Linked DNA regions of Mus musculus: all the other regions are linked to region 3. Evidence: chromatin contacts called from public Hi-C data. All regions are on one chromosome and are shown on one strand. Each heading gives the region's core, a stretch centred on a gene start, on an enhancer-like site or on the middle of the called end of the contact. The rest is flanking DNA. Distances are from core to core; before and after follow the strand shown. Region 1 has its middle 22 kb from the start of Gm35203. Region 2 has its middle 10 kb from the start of Gm35502. Region 3 has its middle 30 kb from the start of Psmb1.

Region 1 (4,475 bases), core at 1,861-4,360, 360 kb after region 3:
AGACAATTACAATCATGCAACATGCTAAGAAAGCTAGCTTCCAGAAGATTAGACTCCGAAACCTGAACTTGGGATAGTCTTGTTACATAGAAAACTCTGGTGGCTCGGAATTCCAGCAGCTCTTCATGAGAAGAAAAGAGAGAGAGAGAGAGAGAGAGAGAGAGAGAGAGAGAGAGAGAGAGAGGAAGGAAGGAGGAGGAGGAGGAGGGAGAGGAGGAGGAGGAGGAGGCGGAGGAGGAAGGACAGGCTTATTGGAGTCTGCTGCCAGTCACAGACAGGTGCTCTGGGAGGAGAGGGTGCTATAGAGTATATCCCTCTGCCTTCCTGTGTCATGAGAACCCACGTGTGCCAAGGATTTGCACATGGGCAAGCAATTGGTATGTCCCACTCAGCTTGTCTGTTCCACCCGCTGCAAAGTTGGGGTGACAGAAGTGTCTGTAACAAAGTCCAACTTTAGGTCTCTGTAGATCAGCAGTCCTCAATCTTCCGGACACTGTGGCCTTTTAATACAGTTCCTCATGTTGTGGTGAGTCCTCAACCATAAAATTATTTTGTTGCTCCTTTATAACTGTAATTTTGCTACTGTTATGAACCGTAATGTAAATATGTGCTATTCAGGGGTCGTGACCCACAGGTTGAGAACCTCTGCTGTAGATGGTCCCACCACCATCCTTTCGTGGCATTTTAGAATTCTAGAAGACTCTCCTGAGGCTGTGACTTCAGGCCTGAGTTTCTCCATCCTGTAGATCCCTCGGTGGAGACCTCTAAAGTCAGAGGGAAAGGGAGGATCCCAAAACAGGAGGAGCATGCTCCCTTCTTCAGCTCAGGTCTCAGATTTGCTGCTTTCCCTGCCCAGGGACACTGAACTGCTTGCTACCAGTGCTTTCCTACATGACAGGAGGACTTTGCTGACACAGTCGCTACCCTGACCTGTTCGTATGGCCTCACCTGGCTTCTTTGGGCAGTGTGTGACAGGGGACTTACTAATAGCTTCCCACCTGAACCTCCACAGACAGGGGCAATGGTGAGGCTGTATTTCCTGAGTATTTGCTGGCATAAACACGGATAGCCATTGCTTTTGCCCACAGGGATGAGGACCCAGAGACTCAGGTGGGCCAGTGGCTAGACTCAAGTGTCAGAACTGGCGTTTGAGACTTCGCAGAATAACCCATCATAGGCCTTGAATACCCAGGAGGCCAAAGGGAGTTTCAGACTAAGGGAGATGTAAACAAAGCATGACCTGTAAAGATGGTCAAGTGCCTAGAGGAGAGAGAGACTGGCAGAGGACAAGGAGAAACCTTGTCCAGGGGCCAAGACCAGGCTGACACGCAGGATGGTAGAAGATAGGCACAGATCAGAATGGCAGGAAAAGAGAAGAATGCGAATCCTGAGCCTGTGACTGGCCAGCAACCCTCTCCACTGCCGACCCAAGCTGGCTTGCTAGATTCAGCCTGCACTTTGTGTACTCTGGGGGCTCATAAAATAATAAGACTCTCGAAGCCCCTCAGTCGAAAAGCTGGGTAAATGCAAGCATTATGATCTTCCCGCAACAGATGGGAGCTGTTTGGGATCTTTTATTTCTTTTCCTCTTCCTTGCCCCCCTTCTCCGGCAGCTATGGGGAAGAAGAATGCGGCATCAGATGATCCATCAGCCTGGAGCACGGCTGTGGGAGGAGGCTGGCTGCTCCCAGAAGGGCCCCCACCCCAGACAGCAGTGAACAGCCCACCGAGGAAGCCGAGGGTCATGGGAAAGGTCCCCTCAGATGGGGAGAGGCACACACTAAACAAACGCAGCCACACGATGCACACATTCAAACGCCACCCCGGGGAATATGTGCACATATGTTCTGTGCGGGTGAGGAGGAGGCTCCCAGCCTCCAGAAAGCAAGGCTTTAAAAAAATTCCATCAATCAGACTGCGGTCCTGTGAAGTATGAAGATTAAAACCACAGAGGAGACACGTGCTCTGCTCTGTCACCAGCTGCCTGTCTGAGACGGCTTGGTCACTTTGCCTGGAGACACACTGCTGTCCTGTCTGGGCAGAGAGGAGCTGGGAGAAACGGGAGGGTGAAAGGCAATAAATACCCTGGCTCCTGCTCATGTACCCTCTGAAGGGCCAGCATGGCCTCATGGTCTGTCTTCTCCTCCACAGTCCTGCACCAAGAAAAGCACATGGATCCATACCCTGAGCCTATGGCTGTGAGGAACTTGATGTGGGGCTCCATTTTGGCAGTGCTTCCTTTGTAAATGTGGAGTGGCCAGTGTATGCCCAGCTCCCACATCCTTCCTATGCACGAGCCTGCATGACCTGGCTCCATACACACTAACTCTCAGAATCCGCTTTTGCATTTAGATAAGGACACCCTGCTGATGAGACACTCCTGTGGGAAGACTGACCCTAAACTCAGTGCCTCAGACGCAGGCGCAAGGAAAAGGTGCTTGAAATGGTCAGTTCCCTGCAACGGAGCTCAGACGACATTCCCCAGTCCCAACCACCCCAGCAAGCTGATTGTCATCTATATCAGCATCACTGGATGCCCATGGGCAGGTGGGCACAGTGCAGCACAGCACACACAGGTGGACAGCTGCAGCATCAGCTAGGTACAGAGGAAAGGAAGAGCATATTTCATCAGGACAGGAAAGTTGCACGGCTGCCATCTTATGAATTCAGCACGATTAAATGGGGTGCATGGCCCATTGGTAGCCACCCCCTACTGTCTGCTGTGGAATTCTTTTTTTTTTTTTTTTTTTTTTTTTTTTTTTCCGAGACAGGGTTTCTCTGTGTAGCTCTGGCTGTCCTGGAACTCACTTTGTAGACCAGGCTGGCCTCGAACTCAGAAATCCGCCTGCCTCTGCCTCCCAAGTGCTGGGATTAAAGGCGTGCGCCACCACGCCCGGCTTGCTGTGGAATTCTTGTGTGTGTTTCCAGAGTGAACTCCACAGGACAACTGAAGGAAGTGCAGAGTTGTCCCCTGCCACCCAGGGTACAGGGGAGCTCAGAAGCACATGGTAGAAGTGATGGCTAAGCAAGCCAAGCTGAACTGTCCCAGTGACACTGCCATACTCAGGTTAGCAACAGCTAAAGTCAAGGCCAGCCCCTGCCTTACACCACAACTTCTGGTGTTTGCCAACCACCACTGGAGGTTTCATTAGCCCATGCCCCAGCTGGGTGCAGCAACGCAGGTTGTAACTGAGGGGATTTCCAAGCCTGCAGATAAGGTCTGTGGAGCACAGGCTATGCTGCATTCGGACAACAAAACCGCACAGGAGATGAGATAAGTGTTTGTGACCCCCAACCTCAGCTCACAGCTTCAGCTGCCCCGCTGGGGTGTCCCTTCCTCCTATGTCAGCTCACCGCCTATGTCAGCCTCACACCACAGCCAACCTGTGGTCACCGTCCTCAGATCTTGTCTCTACTTTTGCAAAACACCAATCATCACCTCAAAGCTGTGGCCTCTGAGTCCCAAAGCCAGGCCACCACCAGCCTCTAGCCCAGCTGTCCATTCTGTACGCTGCAACCACTAGGTTCAGTGTCACACATCCGCAGTCCCAGGAAGAAGAATCGGGAAGTTAGATGACAGCTCTAGGCCAGTCTGGGAGACATAGTGAAACCCTGTCTCATAAAGCTAAAAGAAAACAAAAACCACTGGATGGCACAAATGCTAGCAGGGAGCCAGGGAGACTCCCTGCTAGCTCACAGACACATCAAGATGCAAACCTCACCTCCCCTGCTACCTCTATGACTCCTAAGGAAAGAATTCTCTTCTTGAGGCTTTGTAATGCCTAGGATCTTGAGGAAGCTTTGAATATAAAATGCCAGGTACATCATCTGGACCAGTAGCTATCTCTGAATAAAAGCTAAACATCAAATATCTGCCTTTAAGATACCCAACATTCAGACAGCCTACAGAATGAGGAAAATGTTTTTAGGAACTATAGGTCCAATAATGGGCTAATATCCATATATATCCATATATGTATGTATGTATGTATGTATGTATGTATGTGTGTATGTATCTATCTATCTATCTATCTATCTATCTATCTATCTATCTCTACATATATCCAGATATATATGTATATATGCAAATGACCTGTAGGATAAAAAAAGGAGAGAAATAAATAAGACATATAAATAGAATAAGGATAAAGACAAAAATAAAAATTAAAAAGGCTGGACATGACATGATAAGACCCTGAGTTTGTTTCCTGTTCAACATTTACTACCATGCATGTGGCTTATCCCAAGAGTAGTTTGTTTCCCCAGTGAGATTCTCTTAAAGAAAACAAAATTTTCATTTACTATCAATGAGGGATGGATCCTGGGTTAGGGATGGGGTACGTCCCCCTTCTCCTTTCAGTTCTAGGACCCCATCTGGTGCAGACCTATCCAGGGCCTATGCATGCAGTCTCAGCCTTTGTGAGTTTGTGTGCGTAGATACTGAATTAGAAGGCCTTGTAACCTTGGTGTCTGAC
Region 2 (4,139 bases), core at 356-2,855, 280 kb after region 3:
TTCTTGGTAGGACCAGAGCTATTGAAAAAGGCTTCTTATTGGCTGACTGGGGTTGTTTGAATGACAATGGCCTCCATAGGCTCATCTATTTTAATTCTTGGTCCTCATTGGTGGAACAGTTTGGGGAGGACTAGGAGGTGTGGCCTTGTTGGAGGAAGTGTGTCACAGAGTGGGTTTTGTGGCTTCTAAAGCCTCCTGCCATTCCTAATTCTGTCTCTGTCTCTTAGTTGTGGATCAAGTTGTGAGTGCTCAGCTGTTCCTGTCAACATGGCTTTGCTCTGATGAACTCTAACCCTCTGAAGTCATAATCAATCAAACGCGTTCTTTTTTTATGTTACCTTGGTCATGGTATTTTACTGAAGCAATAGGAAAGTAACTAAGACGTTGACTCGGGCAGTATGCTTGGGCATGTAGATGGTGTACCAGGAGTTTCCAGTTTAGAAGTTGCGGGTACTGGGAGTATTTCTTCTTGGGTCATCTAAGTTTGAACAGAAGTTTCTACTAAGGGCATATGGCTGCGATTGGCTGGAACACAGGGCTGTGACAAGCATTTGCATTGAGGGGTCTTGTACTAATACTCTGTATTTCTGTTGGTAGTTCTAATTTCCCATTCTAAAAATCTTCTCATTAGAGACTGCAAGAAACTATAAATTGTGTGTGTTTCTTTCTGGCTGCAGAAGTTAGACATAACCTCTGGGTGAGGCTGCTGTGTGCCTCAGAGCCCAGACTTGTTCTCTTTCAGTGTTTCTATGTTTCACATTTAGCAGGACCCTCATGCTGCTCAATGTGCAGTCAGAAGTTAGTCTCAAGGCAGTCACTCAAGGGGTCCAGAGCCAGGCATTGCTAGTATCACTTTCAGAGGTTGAATAGGGCATCTTTGATGGTTCCTACTCCCATAGAGAGCTACATCATGTATGGAGAAAAACTCAGGGAGGATGTGAGGAAATGTTCCAGGAAGTCTCCCCGACTCCAGAGAAGTCCAGTTCCCCATGAGAGATAGCACACATAGGATGTGTGATGAAGAGAATTATAGAGGGCAAGCCAAGGACTGCTGGGATATGTGGATAATACTCACCACATATTCGGGCTTGAAGTCAGTATTGTTGTGTCTAGGAATGATCAAGATCTCATTGCATGGATCCAGCTTAGCTCCCATTGGGGTAGCTTTTGTCTGGAGCCAATCCATCCTGAGGTCAAGACTCTAAGAAAGAGTTCTCATTGGGCTTAGAGAAGAACCAAACACACAAGAAGATGTGGTTCAGGGTGGAAGAGACAAATCCTGGCAAACCTGACGACTGCCACATCCACTTGCTTGATGCTCAGTGCCTGTATGGGAGTGAATTCGCAGGTGATTCTCCTTCGAGGAGAAGTGGAACAGGCGCCTCACATAGCCACTGCTTGCTTGCTGTCAGAGGTGTGTAACGGTTGCCTGCTGGAGACAGAGCCCCAGGCAGGTGGTTGTAAATGTGTAGGGCTCAAGCCCTTGCACAGTAAGGCACCCAGGGTCAGTGCCCCAGAGCAGCCGTTAATCACATGCTGTAGCTCTCAAGAAGCAGGCAGATGGCTCTGAACAACAAAACCTCATTAACCAGCAAGGACGTCTCTGTTCCCACAGAGGAGGGGCTGGGGAGACTGATGGGGCCTCCCTCCAGTTTACAGGCTTAGGCACAGTATATGCACAACAGAGGGAGACGAGGCCACACCCACCCAAGCTCTCCAGGTTGGCTTCTTGGAGCTAATCTAGGACAAAGCACCATGAACAGCATTAGCCAAGCCGTGGGGTTTTAGGATGTCTCCACATCCTCTATTCTAGAGGAGGAGGGAAAGGTAATCCCCCCAGCATAGGGCTTAGTTGCCCTGGGGTGAGAAGGCACCAGACTGTGGCCAACATAGACCAGGAAAGGGTTTTTATAACAAGCTGGCATGCTACAGACCCCAGGATTCTTTTAGAAAATCATGCAGCAGGTTTGTATTAGTTTGGAAACAAGTTGTTCTCATTGGGCTTAGAGAAGTGCTAAAATCTCCAGTGGGAGTGTCTGCAAAACTCTGTGTGAGTCCCTTTCCTGACAGCGCAGTTAATCACCTGCATGCTTTCTGAAGAACAAGAACAGCAACAGCCAGCACAAGGTACACAAACCAATGCTAGCATGTGCCAGTTACACTAAGTTGCTGAGGAATCATGGAATATGCCAGAATGATCTGCTAGGATCCATAGCCGGGGAGGGGTCCAGTTACTTCCCATGTATCCAAAGGCACTATCTCTAGTCACACAAGGAATGACAGAGGCTGATATTCAAGCTTCTGCACTCTGAGACCCCACGAAGGTCCCTTGCTAAGGTTCCGATTGGTGCTGTGGGCAGAGATGACCACAAGGTGTGCTGGTATCTGCTAACTGCTCACCTCCCCAGCTCTTCCACTGACCCTTTCTTTCTCTCATATGCCTCTCACCTATACTTGCCTCCACCTACCTGACCTCCATCAGTGTCAGAGTGCCTGCGGGGGCTTGGGGGGGGGGGATGTGGAAAGTGGTTGTGGTCAGACAAGGGTTCAAGGAGGAAACAAAGGGCAAAGGGGATGCTTACACAATGGGATACAGGCAGAGAAGTGAGAGCCCACGGTGGCTGCTTACCTGCAAGCTGATAATCTGGCACAAAAACCTTTTTTTTTTGCAAGGCAGACACTGCTGGCAGCTGCAACTTCTCATGCTTACTTAGGAAAACGTTTCCAGAGGCTCAGGATGAAGGTCAGATCTGTCGCTGGCAGGTAAACAGAGCCCACTCTCCCCCACCGTGGCATGGAAATCAGTAACATAAATATGGATTGAATTCCGTCCATCAAGTCTAACACGCCACTTCTTTCTTGTTCTCAGAGGAAAATGTAGCAAACCGGGGTGGGGAGCAAAGTCACCAGCCCTGTGCTCCACACACTTCAGCAGCGGCTGCTCTGGGATCCCTGTGCACACACACATCTCTCTCTGGGTGACCTTACTGACTCTGGACTGTGGCTCCCTCTGGTTACATTACCCATAGCTGCCCCACCCTTCCCTGCCTTGTGGTCTGCCCAGGCCCAAGCCAGGGCATCCCTCCTGCAGCTACAGTGTCCTCTTGTGGTCCATCGCTTGCTTCTCCTTCACTTTCTGGTGTTCACACCTTATTCCCAGGAGAACATCTGCTGCTGGGCCATGGGGCTGATGTGCGGCAGGAAGATGGATCTGGGAGCCCAGAGAGCCAGAAGCCTAGTAGAACTCTTGGGGTGATGTTCGCACTGCAGGGTGACAACCAGTAATCCTTTCTCATCGGTCACTAGCTCAATGTTCAGACAGGGTGCTATCTCTCCCTCGACCTTCAGGGTGACCTCAAGAATTCTGTAAACGAGGGTAGCATCCACATGTGCCGCTCCCTGAGCTCTAGCTGTGAAGAGAGGGCAGTGTCTCACAGAAATTGGTTGGCTAATGGATGGCCAAGTGGAAACATGCTAACTGCCTTCTTCTGCTTCTTGGTGTGTAACTCTTTGCCTGCCTTCACCCTGAATTTAAAGGTTCAATAACTGTCTCTCCATTAGTCGTAGTCTCTCAATCTTTTTGTTTGTTTGTTTGTTTGTTTTGTTTAAGGAAGATCTTTTTTTTTCAACATATATATCTGCATGGCAAAATACTTAAGATAATCAGCTTAAAGAGAGAGTATTAATTTTGGCTTACATTTTCAGAGGTTTTGGGCTATGGTCAACTAATTCTATTGCTTTTGGGCAGTGGCAGGGCAGAACATCATGGTGGATAGGCAATGACAGAGCAGCAGGAACCAGGAATTTGAGACATGCACTTGAAAAGCCTACCTCTTGTGGCATACCTCTACCCACTAGGACTACCTCCTAGTTTCCACTAGCTCCAAAAATACCAGCAAATGGAAAAGTCATCTATAGATTAACCGACGGATGAAGTCAGAGTATTCCTGATCCAATCGCCTTCTAAGACCCCATCTGCTGGAAGCCAAGCCTTTAACATAAACCTTGAGGAATATTTTAGATTCAACCCATAACAGTATCTTTCAAAATTTATATACTCAAACTCACTTAAGGAAGAAACGATGTGTAGGACCCTGGTGAGGGGAGCATTTATTTAATTCCTGTTGGAATTTCTGATA
Region 3 (4,795 bases), core at 1,280-3,779:
CTTTCTATTCTGTCCATCTAGATGTCTGGTTTTGAGCCAGTACCATGCTGTTTTTATTACTGTGGCTCTGTAGCATAGCTTGAAGTCAGGTATGGTGATGCCATCAACTGTTCTGGTTGTTTGGCAATCTTCTGTGCTTCCATATTAATTTTAAGATTTTTTTTGTCCTCTATATCCCTAAATAATCGTTCTAGGATTTTTACTGAAATTGTATTGCATCTGTGTTTTAGGTTGTTAGAGTTTCTATTACTGTCATGAAACATCATTACCAAAAAGCAAGTTGGGGAGGAAAGAGTTAATTCGGTTTGCACTCCTACAGCACTGTTCATTATTGAAGGAAGTCAGGAACTCTAAACAAGGCAAGGTTCTAAAGGCGGGAACTGATGCAGAAGCCACATGGGGAGTGCTGCTTACTGACTTGTTCCTCAAGACTTGCTCAGCCTGCTTCCTTATACAACCCAGGACCACCGACCCAAGCATGGAACCACCCACAAGGACTTGGGTTTTCCTACATCAATCACTAATTAAGAAAATGCCTAGGGCTAGAGAGATGGCTCAGTGGTTAAAAGCACTGACTGTTCTTCCAGAGATCCTGAGTTCAAGTCCCAGCAACCACATGGTAGCTCACAACCATCTGTAATAGGACCTGAAGGCCTCTTCTGTCTGAAGACAGTTACAGTGTTCCATTCATAAAATACATTTTTTTAAAAAATTCTTTTAAAAAAAAAGAAGAAGGAAAAGGAAAAGGAAAGAAAATGGCTTATATCGGGGTCTTATGGAGATATTTCCTTAGCTAAGGTTCCCACTTTTCAGAAATCTAGTTTCTGTGTCAAGTTGACATGAGACAAGCCAGCACACATCTGTATTTTGCTTTTTGTAAGATGGCTATCTTGACAATTTTAAATTCTTCTAATCCATATACATGGACGGTCTTTCTATCTTCTCACTTCCCCCTTAGTTCCTTTCTTCAGTGTCTTTAAAGGTTTTCTTGTAGAAGTTCTGTTGTTTACTTAGTTAAGTTTATTCCAACCAAAATAGTGTGAGTGGAGTGGATAATATCTCTTATATTAAAACTATTTCATCTACAAACAGGAATATTTTTACTTTCCTATTTGTATCTATTTTTTCTTACTGCTCTGAGACTCAAGCACCGTATTGAACAGGAATGGAGAAAGTTTTATTTTTATTTTAGTAAAAATGCTTCAAATATTTTTTACCTTTACCATAATGTTGTTGTGGCCTCGTTGTATATTGACTTTATTATGTTTTGAATTATGTCCCCTATATCCATAGATTCTGTAGCAAATATCTCATGAAGAGATACTGGACTAATCAAAGACCTTTCCTGAATTTATTTGGTTTCTGTCCTTGAGTCTATTTATATGACAAGTTACATTTATTGATTTATACGTTGAATCTTCTCTTTAATGAAGTCAACTTGGTGCTGAATGACGAGATCTTGAATTAGTTTGCTAGTATCCTACTGAGAACGTTTGTATCTGTATTGATCAGAGAGATCAGTCTATAATTTTCTTAATGTTGTCTCTGCCTGGTTTTGGTATCAGTATGATATTGGCAAAAGAAAAAAAAAAGCAAAACCGGTTTGGAAGTTTCCTTCCTTTTCTACTTTATAGGGTGATTTGCAAAATACTGGTCTCCATTCTTGAGTGAAGGGTAGAGATCTATACAGTGAGTACATCTGAACCTGGGTGTTCTTCAGTCAGGAGATTTTTATGACCATGTCGGTCTTGCTGCTGGATATAGGACTATTTAATTTTTTTTCATTTTGATTTGATTTTGGTAGGTCATATACCTATCAATTTCATCCATTTCTCTTAGATTTTAAAAATTTAGTGGAATATAGGTTTGTAAGGTATGTTTTATGCTTTTCTTACTCTTGGTATCTCTTGTAATAACTTCTTTTTTCATTTCTGATCTTACAAGTCTTCTCTGTCTTTTAGTTAACTTAGCTAAGGGTTTGTCTGTCTTTTTAAAAGGTTTATTTGCCTTTTTAAAGAAAGAACTCTGCATCTGATTCTTTGGTTTGTCTTGTACTCACTATTTCTATTTCATGAATTTCTGCCCTTAAGTATGTCTCCTTATCTACTGATTTGGAGTTTGATTTGTTCTGACTTTTCTAAGGCTTCAAGGTGCATCATTAAGTTATTTGAGTTTTCTCTGTTTTTTTATTTTTAAAATTTTGGGCGCTTAGAGATACGCACTTTCCTATTAGGACCGCTATTTGTTCTCGGGTGGATCTCTAGAACTTGTGAATCATCTTTAGAAAATTTTTCTTCCATGACAGGCAAGTATTTAGAACTTCATTTGGAGTGTGGGCTGATGACTGTAAGGCGGATTGTTGGTAAACACCACTGTTTTGAACTGGGACTCCACTGTCACCTCAAGCAGACCCCTGACCTGACTCCTGCTTTGAGATGTGCCACAAAGATGGCTGAGGCCTGTCAAAGGATGGTGGCTATTCCTCATTCATGAATGCCAGGTTCTGTGTCACGCTCCTGGAGGAGGCCACCAGGTGGCGCTGTGGATTTACCTCTGGTGCCCCCACTTTGTGGCGAGCATTTCCTAGGATAGAGTTTAGTTTGTGGTAGGCAGGAAATAGAACTTGAGTCCGGTAGTAAATACTGTTCTTCCTTAACTTGGCAAAAGGACATTTTGTGGTAACTTGTAATCTCAGTTCATGTACATATTAAACTGCAGAGGACAGAAGAAGATAAACTGGTCATCACTGTACTGGATGCATGCGAGGTGTGTGTTTGATCTGGAGGGGAGAGAAAAGAAGACAGAGGAGGAGGAGAAAGGGAACTGACTTTGACACAAAAAGACAAATATCAGAACACTGGATTTATTTGGAGCTATATACTTGTAAAAGATGGGTCTCACTAGGTATATAGCCCCCGCTGACCTGGAACTTTCTATACGTACCAATTTCAAACTCTGAGATCTTCCTGCTTCTGCCTCCCCAAGTTCTGGGATTAAAGGCATGTATCATCAGGCCCTGTGATTGTTTTTTATTTTTTATTTTAATTATTTCTAAAGCAATAGACAGATCCTATTTTTCTTCTACATTCTCAACTCTCCTATTGGTATTGTACCTGCTTTTTAGAGTAGGTTGTTGAGAATCAACTGTGACACCTAGAAGGTAAGGACATGGCTGGGCTGTGGTAGTCTTACCAAATTTTCACGTCATTTAGAATATTAGGAACACACATCTACAGAGCCCAAACATGGGCTAGCTCCAGGTGGCAACTATACCAGCCTGTTCTTCTGCCCTTGGGAGTACAGCTTTCATAGTCTGGAATTTTCTCCCATCATGGCAAAGCCTACACAGGACTTGCTAGCATTTTGCACTCCAGGTGGGGCTCAAATGTTTTAGACTTAGCACAACATCCCCTGGAAATTGTACTTTCTTTGTAAAGCTTCTCAGTAAGATTGCTTACTGTTTGCAGAGACTCTATGAACCACTATGATCCACAAGGAGAGACTAGGAGGAGGTTCTAAGCAGCGGTTGTGGAACGCATGTGAACAGCAAAGCTGTTGACACGATGTTTCTGTTCTATTCTGTAAAGAATGTGTTCGTGCATATAGACATAAAGCAGATGCTTGGGTTTTAAAAACGTTCCTCTATTTCTTTCTTATTTTTAAAAAAGATTTTATTTATTTATTTATTATATGTAAGTACACTGTAGCTGTCTTCAGATCTCATTACAGGTGGTTGTGAGCCACCATGTGGTTGCTGGGAATTGAACTCAGGACCTCTGGAAGAGCAGTCAGTGCTCTTAACCGCCAAGCCATCTCACCAGCCCTCGTTCCTCTATTTCTTTATCGTGTAATGAAACATAAACTGAGATGGCATCACTGGTCATTATCATATGTAACCTACAGTCACAAAGAGACCAGGTGTTCCTCAAGGGACAGCGATACCTTTTCTAAAATACATAATACATTTTCGGTTGTATTTGAGAAAGTTATATCATATTAGGTAGAATTATGACCTGATTATAGCTTTCCTTTGGGAATTAAGCATAACAGAAGGATATGTAATTTGTGTGTCAAGTTGACCCAGGGTATACTTGTGATAGCTAATTTTGGGTTGTTAACTGCATCTAGAATCAATTAAAACCCAAGCTCCTGGGCGCACCTGTGAGAGACTCTTGATTGGATCATTTGAGGTGGGGAGACCAATGGTAAATCCGTCCGATACTTTCTGGTGGCAGTGCACATAAAAGGCCGCAACTTTAACCTTTCCCAGGCTTGCCCCCACTCTCCCTGGCTTGCCCCCACTCTCCCTGGCTTACCACCTACTTCTTCCTGATTCCAACACTGACTGAAAACCAGCAGCTCTCCAGGAATCCTCAGGGACTAGGTTAAAACTACCAGATTAGGACTACCAAGATATGTAGAACAACAACTGGTGTACATACACACACACACACACACACACAGAGGCCTGATATACTGACCAAATGTTGGATAATTTTTCAATTTTATAGTCCATATATCATCTGTCTTTAAATTTTAGAACAGCTCATAAATAAATGTAGTAATATGATTATTAATAAATAATATATATATTCATTCTTTTATCAGTTCTGTTCCCTTAGAGACTCTAACTAATAGAATGGCAATAGAAATGGCTGAGTAACTAATATTCACTACATGGAATATTGCGCAGCCATTTGAGGCAGAGGCTCTGAGGGCCTTAAAGCAACAGTACAGAATATTAAGACACAAGAGGAATAAGAATATTCAAAATTGTAAATAGTGATCACAAGTG

The links. Hi-C and Micro-C count contacts between places; a contact is called where the count stands out from the background.
Region 1: a contact with region 3 is called in a Hi-C map of bone marrow-derived macrophages, with 25 read pairs. The contact joins two enhancer-like sites. A contact is called at or near these places in 1 of 484 Hi-C or Micro-C datasets (bone marrow-derived macrophages), 2 of 115 datasets of contacts at active chromatin or transcription factors (embryonic basal ganglia and embryonic stem cells) and 1 of 9 other capture datasets (liver).
Region 2: a Hi-C map of the MNK3 cell line shows a contact between it and region 3, with 4 times the contacts expected there. The contact joins two enhancer-like sites. A contact is called at or near these places in 1 of 15 datasets of contacts at CTCF or cohesin (the NIH/3T3 cell line), 10 of 484 Hi-C or Micro-C datasets (the C2C12 cell line, LSK cells, the MNK3 cell line and 5 more) and 1 of 9 other capture datasets (embryonic stem cells).

Annotation. Positions count from the first base shown.
Region 1 is chr17:15,106,241-15,110,715 of GRCm38.p6, reverse strand. No RefSeq gene overlaps it. Among named protein-coding and RNA genes, the nearest start is that of Gm35203, 22 kb to the right of the region's middle. Within about 2 kb of position 3,110, at least 98 of the 459 cell types and tissues checked have an H3K27ac peak or open chromatin away from gene starts, as enhancers often do. A contact at or near this core is called in bone marrow-derived macrophages, where this site is marked.
Region 2 is chr17:15,182,872-15,187,010 of GRCm38.p6, reverse strand. No RefSeq gene overlaps it. Among named protein-coding and RNA genes, the nearest start is that of Gm35502, 10 kb to the left of the region's middle. Within about 2 kb of position 1,605, at least 28 of the 459 cell types and tissues checked have an H3K27ac peak or open chromatin away from gene starts, as enhancers often do. A contact at or near this core is called in the MNK3 cell line, where this site is marked.
Region 3 is chr17:15,465,620-15,470,414 of GRCm38.p6, reverse strand. No RefSeq gene overlaps it. Among named protein-coding and RNA genes, the nearest start is that of Psmb1, 30 kb to the left of the region's middle. Within about 2 kb of position 2,529, at least 7 of the 459 cell types and tissues checked have an H3K27ac peak or open chromatin away from gene starts, as enhancers often do. A contact at or near this core is called in the MNK3 cell line and bone marrow-derived macrophages, where this site is marked.